Linked DNA regions of Capsicum annuum: region 2 is linked to region 1. Evidence: chromatin contacts called from public Hi-C data. All regions are on one chromosome and are shown on one strand. Each heading gives the region's core, a stretch centred on a gene start, on an enhancer-like site or on the middle of the called end of the contact. The rest is flanking DNA. Distances are from core to core; before and after follow the strand shown.

Region 1 (7,647 bases), core at 2,262-4,761:
TTTCAATATTAATAATTTTGCGAAAAAACATTTTCAAGTTAATCAAAAGATAGACAAATTAATAGCAAAGTTACTATCAACTAAAATTAAAGTTTTATCATCAATAACTAAGATTTTAATTAAAAAAATTAATACTTAAGGAGATAATAAGTTAACTTAAAAGCAACGACTACTTACAATTTTTAATAGCATCATATACTCATTACGACAGAACCAAACAGGGGCGTCTCAATATAATTATTGGCCTAAAATCAAATTTTAATAAAGAACTTAAATATATACACATACATACAAAAATAATATTGTAATAATTTAAAATTATCTTTTTTTATTCTTGCATATTAGTTATTTTTGGTGTAGTATTTTTTAAAGATGTATAACATTTAACTTTACATATTAATATTATTATTAATAAAAATAAGGATTAATTCTAGTGAATAAAATGTTAGACATTTATATGCAATAATACATTAACTTGGATGTTAGTGTTATAACTTTATTTATTGCATGAAATTTGAGTTGTTTAATTCAAAGTTCTAAAATATTTTTGATAAAAATTAGATAATTTTTTTTTCTTTATTATTTTTTTCAGACGTATTTCACAATCTTCATGATTATTTTAAGTGAAGTTGATAATCATAAATTTAAAATTAAAATTTTGGGGAAAGGACAAAAGTGATCTGTCGGCCGAAAATATTCCTCCAAAAACGGCCCATGAATTTCAAAGTTCATATTATAGCCATTGGGTTGATGCATGTCCTTTTATTTTTTATTTGTTTCTTTTTTTTTTTCCATTCTTCTTCGTTCTTCTTTCTTTTTTGTTTGTCACTGCTTCATCCTTTTTTTCCTCTTTGTTTAAAAAATGATAAATCTATTTTTTATTAATTCTACCAAAAAAATACAATCAACAATTATATAAATTGTATAATTTTTTTATTTCTTAAATACAATTAAAAAAGAATGTATAAATGAATATACATACATATTTTATAAAATAATAATACATATACTTATTTTATACAACAATGATATAATTTTTATACACATCTTATACCAATACATATTCTATACAATACAATTTCTATATATTATATATGAAATACATATTCTATACAATAATTATACAATTTGTAGCACATTTTACACACCTGTAGCCATAATTATTTAGATACATATTTTATATAATAATTATACACTTTTTATACACATATATATTATATACAATAATTATACACTTTTTATATATATTTTATACAACATTTATCTACAGTAATTATTCAAATACATATTCTATAAAATAATTATACAATTTTATACAACCTTTAGCTACATTTATTATTTAGATATATTTTATACAATGACTATATAGTTTCTATACACATTCTATACTATTTCTATATTTTATGTAGATATGCATGTTATAGAACAATTAAACAATTTATATACAATAGTATTTAATTATTTTTAGAAAAAACAGATATTTTTTGTCCCAAAAAGTAGCAAAAAATAATTTTTTTAAAAAAAACTGAATAAAGGCCCGAATTGGGTCATATAAAAAATGATCAATAAGTAAAATTTAAATGGGTCAAGTGTTCTAATTTGTCCAAAAACTCAAATGAGTCATTTGTTTTGAAAAGGGTAATATAGTATCCTTTCTCTAAAAAATTGTTAGGCATCAAAATTAAAGGCTTAAAGCAAACGTTTTACTATCCTTACCCTTGAGCCACTATGGAAACAAAGATCATGGATGTCTCTTCATCCTTCTCCTTATGCACGTTGTTTACACCATGAAAATCAATATAAGCTACTTTTTATCCTTTACATAAATTACATCCTCTCTCTTAAGAAAACACATAGAATCAAGACTAGTAACTTCAGGATCACGAAGAGAAACTAGAATATGAGTAAAGAAACATTTTCCATTGCTCATATCAGGTCGATTTATGACAAAATAATTATAGCTTTTGTTATGCTATTTTTTTCTCCTTCAATATCTTATACTTCTGATGTTCTATTACTAAACAGTCTGTAACTATATGCTCTTTTATTTATTTTTTCACACGATTAATGACCTCCAAAATAGTAGCGTCGTAAGTATGTTTTCATGGACCTATCTTTAAAGTTTTTCATTACCTGTAAAGAGAAAAATAAAAAATAGTTAGTACTCTTCTAATTCAAAAAGAATAATAATTAAAATTACTCAAAATATTTGTTCCATGTTAGGATGTTTGGAATTTTTTATTGATAAAAATTTTCACTTTCAAGTCACTAATTCACATGTCCATCACAAAACCTATGGCTTTCAAATCAAACAATTCAACAAATTTAATAAAGCAAATAAGTAGAGGCGTCGCATATCCATCGCAAAACCTATGACTTTCAAAACCTTCTACATAAAATAATCTCACCTTAACACTACATTTAAAGACTTTACTATAAGAAAATAGAGAGAAATCAACTTATCTTTGCTTGACCAAAATTGAAGAGAAAGAGACAAATGATCATCGAAAATAGCAAAGCAATCCTTTTTCCCTAATTCGAATTCTGTTAAAAAGCAACACAAAATCATTTGCTAACAAAGCATATCTTAATTTTTCAAATTAATTGTTATAAAACTTAGTAATTGAAGTTGACTTAAAATTCAAATTAATAGTAATTCTATTAAAGACAACTGCAAAATTTGGCATTAATCAAATTGTGTATGGGATGGGAGCTCTAGCCACTTAACACTACATCAACATTATAAAAGTTGACCAAAATATAGAAAACTCGCCTCAAAGCAACAACGTCTATTTATGTCCCAAATGATGCATAAATTCATTGTTATCTTTCAAAGACCAATAAAATAAATTCAAACCAGGAAGCTTCTTCAAATTTCCTAGTGTTTCTACCTAATCAATTGGCATAAATCTGATGCTATCGTAAAACACTAATCATAGTATCATTTTTAGGAATCAACTTCTTCTTCACCATCACAAAAATAAACACAAACCTTCCACAGACAAACCAAACTTTGCACACTCAGAAATCAAACAAGTCCAACAAACAACATCCTTCTCAGGCATTTCATCAAACACTTTACGTTGCGCACACCATAACTCTTTCAATCTCCTTGCTAAATCCCAATTTCACAACAAGAGTATGAACAACAACAAACTTTAAGCATAAATGAAAAAGTCAATCCATTAGGCAAAATGCACCAAATCTTAACTTGTTGAATACTAAGAATGCATTAGTGAACTTTTCTTCTTCACTTACTACAAATAATAGCGTTAAAGGGGAAAATGTTGGGGGGTTTTAACAGATAAAAAAGTATACGAAGGGAAAATTTATATTACAAACTTAGCGTCGAACTGGATTTGCAGGGACCGAAAATTTGCACTAAAATGCTTTCACAGAATTTGCAGGGATTGGAAATTTATGTTAAAATATTGGATTCTCTGGATCTATTTCATCGGTGTTGTTTCCATCGGTGAGAGGTGTTTGAGAGTGAGGTGAGAGTTGTATGGGCTTCTAAGATAATTAAGAAGAAAAAAAGGATAATTAAGATGGGCTAGGTCGGATTATGATTGGATTGGGTCGGGTATTACAGAATTTTTAAAAAAAAGACCACAAGTGGTCGGGTATTAAATTTTTTTTTATTACCTCTAAAGAAAAAAATAGAAAATAGTTAGTACTCTTCTAATTCAAAAAGAATTATAATTTAAAATTACTCAAAGTATATGTTTCAGATTAGAATGTTGGATTTTTTTAATTGGTGAAGATTTCTCTAGGAAACAGATCTATATCATAATATATGTCATCGCGACAGTATAAACTCGAACACCCTTTGTTAAGATATTTATAGACATGCAATGTAGTCGTATCATTACTTTCATGATAAATTATATCATTACAGGTAATACATTTTGTTCGAATAGCACTGAATACAATTGCATGAGAACTGTTAAAAAAATAAGAATTAATTAACAATCTTTTTCAAATAATTTTTTTCAATGTAAATAGAATTAAAAAACAAAGGAACATATCAAAAATCTTTAAGATAATCCAATTGGGGAGTGAAAAAGTGTAGAACGACTTTGAATTGGGATAGTTATATTTCATCATTTCCAACAAATCTTTTTTTAATTGGTAAACTGATTAAGGTAAAGACAATTCCTCCATAAGTGTAAGTTCATTGTGCACCTCAATTATTTTTCTTTTGTAAATTCTATAGCATCCATAATCATCATTGGAGATTGTGCTTTACTTTGCTTTGAACGTTTGTCTCTTGAAATCTCTGATTTGAACATTTATGTCTTTGAATCTCTGAGTCACGATGTTGTAGATAGTGGAATTGAATTTAGTGTTTGAATAACGATGCTATAGGCAGAGTCCCCAAATGAATTAGGGTTTGTAATTTCTATTTTTACATTTACTTACACTATATAATAAGTGAAGGTTCATTGAGACGACAAAGGGCATTTTTGTTAATATAACCTAAATTGAGGCTGTTTTTTCTATCAAAAAATCTGTATGTGTGTGCTGATCAGAGATATACGTAGTCTGTACTTTTTATTTTTTCCGAGAAATGTGTACATTTTCAGCTTCATCCGTCTCATTTTTCATTTCTCCCTACGTCATTCCTCTTTCTCTGCTTTCTGATGAGTTCTTTCTTCTTTGTGTTTTCGTTTATATTTAGTTTGTTTGATTATAATAATTGAACCATAACGAATTTCATAACTACCTACAGTTTCCATAATTGAAAAGTAAGAATAGAAAACAACAGAATCCATTTTTGGGTGCTTCGATTAGAGATAGGTTAGATGATGGAGGAAGAAAGAAAAACAGAGATTAGATAGATTTTGTCAGTAGTCAAACAATGAGGATTAAATGTGTTGGCTTTTTTTCTGTTTTTTCTTTTTATTCCATGTAATGTATTTTTTTTTTTACTTTTTATTTTTATATATATAAAACTAGTATATGGGCCCGCGCACATTATTTCAAGAAAAAGGGTAAATAAGTTTCTTTGGTAATTTTTTAGCTTCATTCACTAATCTGGTAATTTTACTTTTTGTTCTTTTTCTCCTTGAAGGAATTTTTCGGTCGTTTCTGAATTCCCTTGGGTGTTTGTCTAATTTTTTTTGTTTTAGCAATTATTTTTTATCCAAACATGCATGGTTGGAAATAGATCCCTGGTACATGTAATAATCATATACTATTATTTTGAATTACTAATCTTTGATGTCTTTTTGACCTTTGGTACTAATTCATTATTGCAAATCAAATGATTTGTGCAAAATTTTATAACTAAAACTTATACAAATACACAACTTATGTTTTCAATATTACAAAAAATTTCAACTCCCTAAACATATTACAAAAATTCTAACATATACACCGAATGTTATGTATATGTCGGCTATGTTATGTATATTAATAGGGAGAGAGTAAAGTAATTAAAAAAGCGGAAGAGAGTGTAATTACTTCCAAAAAGGTTGGTATTTATGTTATTTATACATTTATAATGTTAAGCTTGATGTTGGAAGATTCAGTATTTGCTTATTTATATTTTTTAGTTGTTGATACCATACTATATTTGTAAATATATTTTTATGGTGTTCATTCATCTTATTTATAATTTGTTGACGATTTCCATTTTGATAACTATTTCTTTTTTGATATTTTTTCTTATTTTTATCCTTTGATATTGTTATGATGTAATTTGAAGCTATGAAGACTGGTCAATCCAGGACGTTCGGTGATATGTTTGAAACAACTTAACAATTTGGTGAGAAATTTTATTGTTTTTCTTTTTCTATTATCGAATAAGTTATGGCTTCCTTCACCGATGTAAAGTTGTACGTCCCTTTGTATATGTGAAATTTTTATAATATTTTATTCCAAGGCAATAATACTTATCGATGACATATAGCAATATTAGAATTACATTTTGTATGGTAAAATGATGTAATATAAGAAATTTGTTTTACTTTTTAGTTCAAGTGGTTGTGTTGTTATTGATAAGGTAACATGATTGTGGTATTAGAGTTGAGAAGGTTAATAGGTTGTCACTGATGATCTTTTTCTTCTGATTAATTTTTCCTCAGGTTATTTACTATTATTGTACTTGGAATAGAGTATTGTTTCATGAAAAAAGAGTTTAATAAGTCAAAAAGGCTTATTTAAGCTCATCAACGAAAAAAGAGTTTTTTTATACAATTGTATTTAATTATTTTTTAAAAAAATAAAAGTTTTTTGCCCCATAAAAGTAGCGAAAAATAATTTTTAAAAAAATGAATAAAGGGTTCGAATTGGGCCAAATCAAAAAATGACCAATAAATGAAATTTAAACGGGCCAAGTGCTCTAATTTGTTCAACGGACCAAATTTGAGTCTTTTTTTTTTTTTTGGAAAAGGTCATACCTTTTCTCTAAACTCCTTGAGGCCTCAAAATTTTAGGAGCATAAAGCAAATGTTTTACTAGCCTTACTCTTGAACTACCCTAAAAATAAAGATCATGGATGTTTCTTCTTCCTCCTCTTTCTGTACACAGTTTACACCATGAAAGCCATGCCATTGTTCGATTTGATTTTCTCTTCAAATTGTGCAATAGCATCCTCAATTGATATTTGCTGAATTTCAACATTTTCATCCTTTTTATCCTTTACGTAAATTATATCCTCTCTTAAGAAAAACACATAGTGTCAAGATTAGGAACTTGAAGACCACGAACAGAAACTAGGATTTTAGTAAAGAATATTTTTCATCACTCATATCGGGTCTATTTATGAAAAAATAATTATAAATTTTTGTTATGTCATTCTTTATCACCTGCAATACCTTATACTTCTGGTGTTCTTTTCAATAAATAGTCTATGACTATATGCTCTTATATTTGTTTTTTCACATGGTTAATGGCCCCCAAAATAGTAGCGTCGCAAGTATGTTTCATGGATTTATATATAAAAAATAGTTATTACTTTTTCTAATTCAAAAAGAATTATAATTCAAAATTACTCAAAATACCTATTCCATGTTAGGATGTAGGAATTTTTTATTGGTGAAAATTTTTTAAGGAGACAACGTTATATAATAATATATGTCATCGCGATAAAATAAACTTGGGCGTCCTTTGTTAAGACATTTATAGACATGCAACATAGTCATATCATAACTTTCATGATAAAATATACCTTCACAGGTAATACATTTTGTTCGGATAGCATCGAATACAAGTCCATAAGAACTGTTAAGAAAATAACAAATAATTAACAAACTTTTCAAATATTTTTTTCAATATAAATAAAATTTAAAAAAAAAATAAAAAATCTTTGAGATTATTCAAATTCAAGTGTGAAAGAGTATTGAACGACTCTGAATTGGGATAGTTAGATTTTATAATTCTCAACAAATCATCTTTTAGTTGGTAAGCTGATTGACGATTCCTCCATAAATGTAAGTTCATTCTACACCTCAATTAATGTATTTTTTGCCCATTCTCTAGAGCTTATAGTCGTCATAGAAGGTTGTGCTTTGCTAAGGAAAAAGAGAAGTGTTGATATGCATACACGGTTGAGTATAAAAGATAAAAGTTAGTACAAGAGTTCACAGATATTTTATATTATATAAAAAGACGGGTAAGGAACGATCAAGGGTATTTTTGTAA
Region 2 (7,647 bases), core at 1,670-4,169, 260 kb after region 1:
TAATTGTTTAACCCCCAATACATAAAAGAATAATATAAATATTTTCACGATGAATGTTTAAGAACTGTGCTACTCTAAAGTTACTATGGCAATTTCATCAATTGTCGGAACATAATTATTCCTTGGACGTGGAGGATCGTCATTATCACTTGTGTATCCTTCAATTACCTTTCTGACCCTGTAATTTCAGAGTAAAGATTCGTAGCGTACACGTTGGTCTTGTACGTCAAACCCAATTGAAGACGCTTCCAGTCCTTCACTTAATATTTCTGCATAAGCAGCAACAAAAACGTCACAGTCCCTGATAATAAAATAATACTATTATTTAACAAGACATTAAAAATATTATTACATGTTTATACATCTTATAAAGTTAAAAAAAATAAGAGCACTTACAGAGTAGCAGATATTTGCTGAGGTATGTTTTGCACATAGTCAACATCAAATGGGTGTTGATTGAGAAGTTGAGTACGCTGACCAAGCTTGTCTTAATATAATCTTATATAGTTACACATGTATGTGTACACCTTATACAAATCAGAACATAATCTGAACAAATGTATAATGAATTCTTATACATAGAAGTATAAAGTAAAAAAAAAAAAGTGCAACCTGATATGACAGTTTCACATGTATGTGTGAACCTTCATACATGAACCTTATACAAATCAGATATTTGAACCAATGTATTATGAAATCTAATTCATAGAAGCAGAAAGTCAAAACAAAAAAATGCAACCTGATACAACAGTTTCACATGTATGTGTAAACCTTATACAATTAATAATATAATGTTAATACGTGTATAATGAAATCTTATACATAAAAGCATACTGCCAAAACAAATAAAAGACAATCTCATACAACAGTTTCACATGTATGTGTAAACCTTATACAAGTAATAAATATAATCTAATACTGTTTAACATGTATACAAACACCTTATATAATTCACTATATAATTTTAACAACTGTATAATGAAATCTTATATATAGAATAGTGTTGCTAATACATATTTTAATGATAACTATACCTTCGGCAGACATGGTTGTCCAGAATCATCAACCTTTTTCTTACTTGACGATTTTGGAGCTTTCTCGTTTGAACTTGAACCGAAAACTTCCCTCAATTTCTTCATTGTTACTGAGTCGTTTCGGTGCTTCGAACGGTTCTCTGCGAAATTGGGTTCTTCATAATCAAAAGAACCAAGAACGAAATCATCAACGGAAATAGTTTGTTCTTGAGGATCTAACTGCCTAAGTCCTAAACTAAAGCTAGGATCAAATTCCATTACAAAATTTATACTTTACGGTATAACCAATTTCAAAAAAAAAAAAAGCAAATAAAGCAAAGATCTGACTTTGCAAATTATGAAAAAATACAAAAAAAAAAATCAACTTTCACAATGGTATTGACTAACAAAAGCGGATACTTTGATAAGTACCGACATGCAACAAAGAATAATTCGAATTCAAATTTGATTTGGTAAAGTTGAAAAAAAACTTAAAATTAAATGAAGAGGGTGAACTTTGTTTAGTTAATGGTTGATAACTGAAAAAATTTGAAACTCTCTTGATCACGTAAGCTTGATTCAAGGCGTAAATAAAGGAGTTGAGATAAGGAGCAAAAAACGAAAAACAATAATGAAGCAAAATACGGTATTTCTAAATTTAGGCGTGAAATATGGAGTTCAATAATGGAGAAAATATCGAACACAATATAGAGCAAAAGACCACGTATTTGGGATGTATAAGGGCAAAAGAGCAAAAGAACACAATTTAAGTAATTACTTTGAGATTTTTGTAAAAAAAAATTCCCAATATAAGATTTTATTTAATAAAGTAAAATTACCTTGTGTATATATGTAATTTTTGGTAAAAAATTTCCTAAAGCCATATCTCCTAAAGAATATTTTGACTGCTCTTTTTCTGTTCTTTTACTGAAGGGCTGATCTTTTCTCTTTGTTTATCTAATTTTCAATTAATTATAATTTAGACCACGAAGCCAAGAAAATAAGGAATTAAGGCCGAAAGTGATAAATTTATCTCACTTCCTTTAAAAATTCAGAAATAGCATACTTATCCCCTTAATTATGAGTTTCATAGCAACAGTTTCATAATTACATAATATAGCAAGTTGTATTTTGTATTTTTACAAACTGTTGCTACAAAAATACAAATACATATGATTTTTACTGCTCTTATGATCTATATGTATTTTGTATTTTTGCAAACTGCTGCTACAAAAATACAAATACATATGCTACAAAATGTAATTTGATTAAAGTATTGCTATTTTTTATAATTTAATACTCATGCTAATTTATGTATTTTTTTCCTTTTAAGAACATAAATGAGTAAACTTTAAATGCCTAAATCCACTGGCTGCAGCACATCAAAATTTCGACCACGTTCGTAGCTCCAAACTCATGTTGAAGCTTAAAAAAAAAATTAACTTGCTAATCATCAAACGTTAAATACGAGACAATTTGCTAAGAAAGAATGTCGCTAGCCAAAAACTATAAACGGGGATGATTTGTCAAGAAACCAATGATACTTCTCAACGAGAAATTTCCTCTCTTATGTTTCCACAACTCATTCGAAAAGATGAAGGAAATCATCATGCCAAAATTCATTTTCATCAGCTGGCTCTTTAGCTTTGTATATTATTAGGATTTCTTCATTTCTTCATCTTTAGCCCGACTACATAGCGACGAACAACCTATCCGTTACACCACATCATTTGGCTATGCTACTAGAATCAGTTTAGGCTTAAGTGAGAAACAGAAACAAAAATAAAGGGACAAGAATGCGGGTCCTGTTGGGCAACAAATATAATTGATTGATACTATTATATACACTACAATACAGCAACAAATAAGTTAAATGGTGAACCCCCTAAGAAATAAGACTGAACCAAAAAGTAACATAAAAAGTGGCTGAGGAATTTGTGGAATAGGGTGAGAACGGAAGTGAAGGGTCTGGCTCTCTCCCCCCCACCCCCAATAATTTGACTAGCATACCGCACAAGTATTAAAAACGTAGAGAAAAACAGCTAAAACAGTCCTATTAATGAAATTCTAAATCTGGGAAGATGGAGAGAGGGCCCCTTCAGACCTCCGAGCAGCATGGCCTGTAACTGACGACTTGTCAGAACCACGAACATTATATCTCTCGTAAACTTTTTCACGGTTCTCCGACCACCAAGTCTCAGCTTGGTGCTCCCCGAATCTTCTGCGACTGCGGATTGAATTACAACAGAACCAACTATTATGTCAGAATCATTGGAAGCAATGTTATCTAAAGCACAAAACAGATTAATCAAAAATAGGTAACACTAGCCAATTTACCAAGATAAAAAATTTGAATATTATAAAGGTGGATTGATTATTCTCCACTGGTGTTGTTCCTGATATAGAAGATTTTGTTGTGTATGGACCATGATACTGTGGTAGATCATTAGTAAGTTGAGAAAAATCACTCGAGCCAAGTGATCAAGACAATTACCTGAAGCGAACTCGTTTGAGATCTCTAGTGCCATCTCGAAGAGCCATTAGGGTAATATACACTCCAGGCTCGTATTGTTCAATCCATTCAGCCTCAATTTGATTAGGGTTACCAGAAGGCAGAGAATTTCTTGATTTCAATCCGTTTCCATTGTCTTGTAAAGATTCAGCGTCTTCATTATCGATGGCTTGAGACGCACTATTCATGCTCACCTGTGCCCCGCTACCATTAGGCAGTCTAACTTCAGCTCGATCATCTGTACAATTGGAGGTCAGAATTTGATTGTTTGCACTAGCTTCAATGCTACTGGAATCCCTTTGGTATCTGCTGGGGCTTTGCATTCCATATGTATTAAAGTCCATGCTGGTTTGAGAGGCCATGTAAGAGCTAGTGACAGAATCAGATCTCGAATGGCGTTCCCCATTAGCATCAGGATAGTGAATGCCATTTGCATCCAACCCATTCGGTAGGTAAGCTAGTTTCAGGCTCTCCATGTCATAAGCCCCAGGTGGCAACCTTTCAGCCATGTCTTTGAGCTGTAAAAAAGAGCAAATTATAGGGCAACACACCTTCATATTCAGCAAAACAACAAGGTCCAAAAAGATATTTCTAGTCAGTAAGCAATAGACCACCTAAATAAATTTGACCAACATTGTATTTCAATTTGACAAAGCTTTGCAAACAATAATATATACCCACACATATATAGAGAGAGAGGGAGAGTATGTCTGTTGTGAATGTGTTCGTGTGTATGAGCATACCTGTGCCATCAGAGACTTCATAGCTTCTTTTGCAGCTTTGCTTTTGGCAGATTCCTCGGCTGCCAAAGCCATTGCTTCCTGGGCTTTTTTTGTTGATTTCTGCAGCTCCAACTCCTGAAGCTCACAACGATGTCTCAGGTTCTCGACCTAAGTCAACATAAATCACATCAGTTACAAGGAACTAGGAAATAGTATATAACTTGAGCAAAATGTAAAGCACAAATGGGAAAACTTTAATACCTGAGCCCGCAATTTATGAACTTCCTGATTTAAAAGCTCATTGGTTTTCTTCAAACTGTCAGCAATGCTTTTGGAGAATGAAAGTCCTGCTGTGGTAGGCACTGGTGTTGCTGAGCGTGGTGGGCTTGGCTTCCTAGAGAAAGGTGATACAGATCTGGAACTAACACCCGATTGGATCACAACGGGTTTTGGTACTGCCCAGCGCAGATCACCAGTGGTCGACAAAACTACATCTTTCAGCTGTAACAAAGGAGCTTGCGAGGAACGACCCAAGGAAAATGTCTCAGCTTTTTTTCCTTGTTTGACTGCTTTACTATCTAGCTGCTTGATCAAATCAAGATTGGGTGGCATTCCTGATTTCGCTGATCGTATATCAGCCTTGTCCAGCCTGTCCTTGTTCTCACCAGAAAGCCGAGGTCCGGCACTTCTCCTGTTATTGATTCCAATCTCAGCAACCTTACTCAGTTTTGTGAAACAAGAATCACAGACACGATACGGTTTGTTTGGATTTGGGGCCAATGCTGCCCTTATTGCTTTTCTTGAAGTACATGAATGGCAATGCACAAGGCCGCAGTTGTAGCAATTGTGTCTTTTCCTTGTGAAGCCAAAAGCCTGTCTACAGGCTGAACATTGGGACTGTTCAGCACCAGAAACCCATTTGTGAAGACATATCGCAGCAGTGTAATTAGAACCACAAGCAATATATTTCACATGTCTGTCCTTCAAAGCTTCAACTAAAGTGGGGGCTTTCCGGTCCTCTACATCCCCATGACCTAATCTCCCATTGGCTCCCTTACCCCATGTATAAACCTCATTTTTGGATGTCAAAACAGCCACATGGTATGAACCAGAAGCAATATCTTCAACGATTTCCCCCGAAAGTTTGTCTTCTACCAGGCAAGGCAACTTGCCATCAGAATAAGGATTTCCAAGTTGTCCATAGACAGTACTTCCCATTGTAAAAACATGACCAGATGTGGTCAAGCAGACAGTTAAACTATGCCCACAAGAAATTTTGTGAAAATTGTAATCAATAAGTGCAGGTACACAAGTAGGTTCCAATCGAGGTTCTTTATCACCATGTCCAAGACGATTTTTATCTCCATCTCCCCAAGTAAATAATTTTCCAGATGAAACACTAGCACTAGATTGTGTCACAATAACTTCAACTACAGCAGCAGTATGCCATACCCCACATGCAGCAGCAATCGTCCTCAGACCTGACAGAGACTTCACCTCCCTGGGGAACAATACATTTTCCCTATCACCATGGCCTAAAACACCAAATGTTCCATCCCCAAATGTGAAGAGCTGCCCATTTGATGTTATTAAAGCAGTATGCCATGGACCACATGTTACTGATGCAACTTGAAGTCCTTCCAGAGGGCCTGATATTCTCTTTGGTATCCAGTGGCTGACGTCAGTGCCATTACCTAGAAGCCCAGCATTGTGTGTGCCATCCCCCCAAGTATATAATTCACCAGCCATTGTAACAGCACAGGTGTGAAACTCACCACATGCAACAAAGTCGATGCTGCAGAAGGACAGTGATTCAACAAACCGAGGTTGAGTGACATCTTTCCCAACACCATGGCCAAGCCGGCCACCAGATTCTTCACCCCATGTAAATATTTCACCTTGCCTGGTGACAAGGGCAGCATGCTTGACCCCACAAGCTATATGATGAACATCCAAAACTACACTAGATTCCAGTGGTCTTGGAACAAGCACGTCTGCCCTTGTGCTCATCGTACTGGAATTTTTTTCAGGTCCAACCTTGACAATATTATCACATATTACCTCACCCCAAATATAAACATCACCCAAAGCATCACAATCATCTGGTGCAGAACCATGACTAGAAGTACTGGGGGCACTGGAGACACTAACTCGGAACACGTCTGAAGCTGATCCTTTGGCTTGAATGTTCTGCATATTTGCTTGATCCAAAGCTACATGTGACCTTTCAGACTGCACAAAGTTACAAGGCTGATAGCTCTTAGGCGAAGTATTAGGGTTGGAACTTAAGGAAGCGTCTGGAGAGCTAATTTCTTTTGTAGCACTAACAGAACTAGAACTTGGACTATTTGATGTCAAATCTCGACTATCCTGCAAAAATTGTTCAGTTAGAGGAGTGACATTAGAAATTTGATATTACTTGCATGTCTACTGCATCCCAAAACGAAGTACTAAAACAAAAAACAATTTTAAGATTAAAAGAGACTGAAATCTTTTCTCTTTTTTTTTCTGTAGTGAAGGGAGGGGGCAGAGAATGTGAGGACCAATCTCTGATGAGATCAAATCAATTCAAGCCATGAATTAATGCAAATCCAAATGAAACACATTCCTCGTCAGAATTACAAATATCAAATTCAGACTATCCAAACAAATATTATCTTTCACCTTTCCCCTGAAAATACAATCCATCTGTCAAGTGTCACTTCATAGATATTATTATAATTTTATTCCGACACATACCATGCCGAAGACATCATCACAAGCTAGCATAAACATCAAACCACAGAAATAGATAAATATAACCAGTCACCAGTCAGTCTGCAAGATAAACCAAAATGGGGACTAGAGAATGGCATTCATCACTACCAGGCAATCAGTAGAGAGCTGCTATTATCTTGTAATTTTTATACACATGATCAGCTATTTGGCAGATTCTAAAAGGACCACCGCGTTATAAATGACAGATTTTCCAAACAACAAAGAAAAAGGAAGTGATTAACATTCTGCAACTAGTGTTATTCAAAACTGGAAGATGCCATCCTAAGATAGTGACAATAGTACCAGAATGGAAATATTATTTGCAATTCAAATTAAATCTCCAATCAAGACCATGCACAGGCAAATGATTCCAAGTCAATTAAGAATTGTGATTTCTCAATACTCAATCCTTTAGCATACACATTAAATAAGTAGGATAAACCAGTCTTAAATTGAAACAAAGAAGTTGTTAGGTAGGTAGCGTTACATCAAAGTAGAGGCCTCCATCACTCCAACCGTCAACCTTTGAGCGCCCACCTTGTCCAGAAGATATCAAAGCTTTTAGGCCAGTGATCCAGAACTCCGCCTCAACCTTGTCCTTACAGATCTGGAACAACAGGATACATGTTAACTCAATGAAAAC

The links. Hi-C and Micro-C count contacts between places; a contact is called where the count stands out from the background.
Region 2: a contact with region 1 is called in a Hi-C map of leaf, with 2.8 times the contacts expected there. The contact joins two enhancer-like sites. A contact is called at or near these places in 2 of 5 Hi-C or Micro-C datasets (leaf and placenta).

Annotation. Positions count from the first base shown.
Region 1 is chr4:178,286,935-178,294,581 of UCD10Xv1.1, forward strand. No RefSeq gene overlaps it. Among protein-coding and RNA genes, the nearest start is that of LOC107869618, 18 kb to the left of the region's middle. Within about 2 kb of position 3,512, at least 5 of the 5 cell types and tissues checked have an H3K27ac peak or open chromatin away from gene starts, as enhancers often do. A contact at or near this core is called in leaf, where this site is marked.
Region 2 is chr4:178,551,707-178,559,353 of UCD10Xv1.1, forward strand. LOC107867686 (PH, RCC1 and FYVE domains-containing protein 1-like) reads right to left here. Exons shown (of 9, transcript XM_016714037.2): 5 at 7,492-7,611; 6 at 4,509-6,617; 7 at 4,269-4,415; 8 at 3,508-4,043; 9 at 2,822-3,240. The coding sequence ends at 3,081. Among protein-coding and RNA genes, the nearest start is that of LOC107867686, 8.7 kb to the right of the region's middle. Within about 2 kb of position 2,920, at least 4 of the 5 cell types and tissues checked have an H3K27ac peak or open chromatin away from gene starts, as enhancers often do. A contact at or near this core is called in leaf, where this site is marked.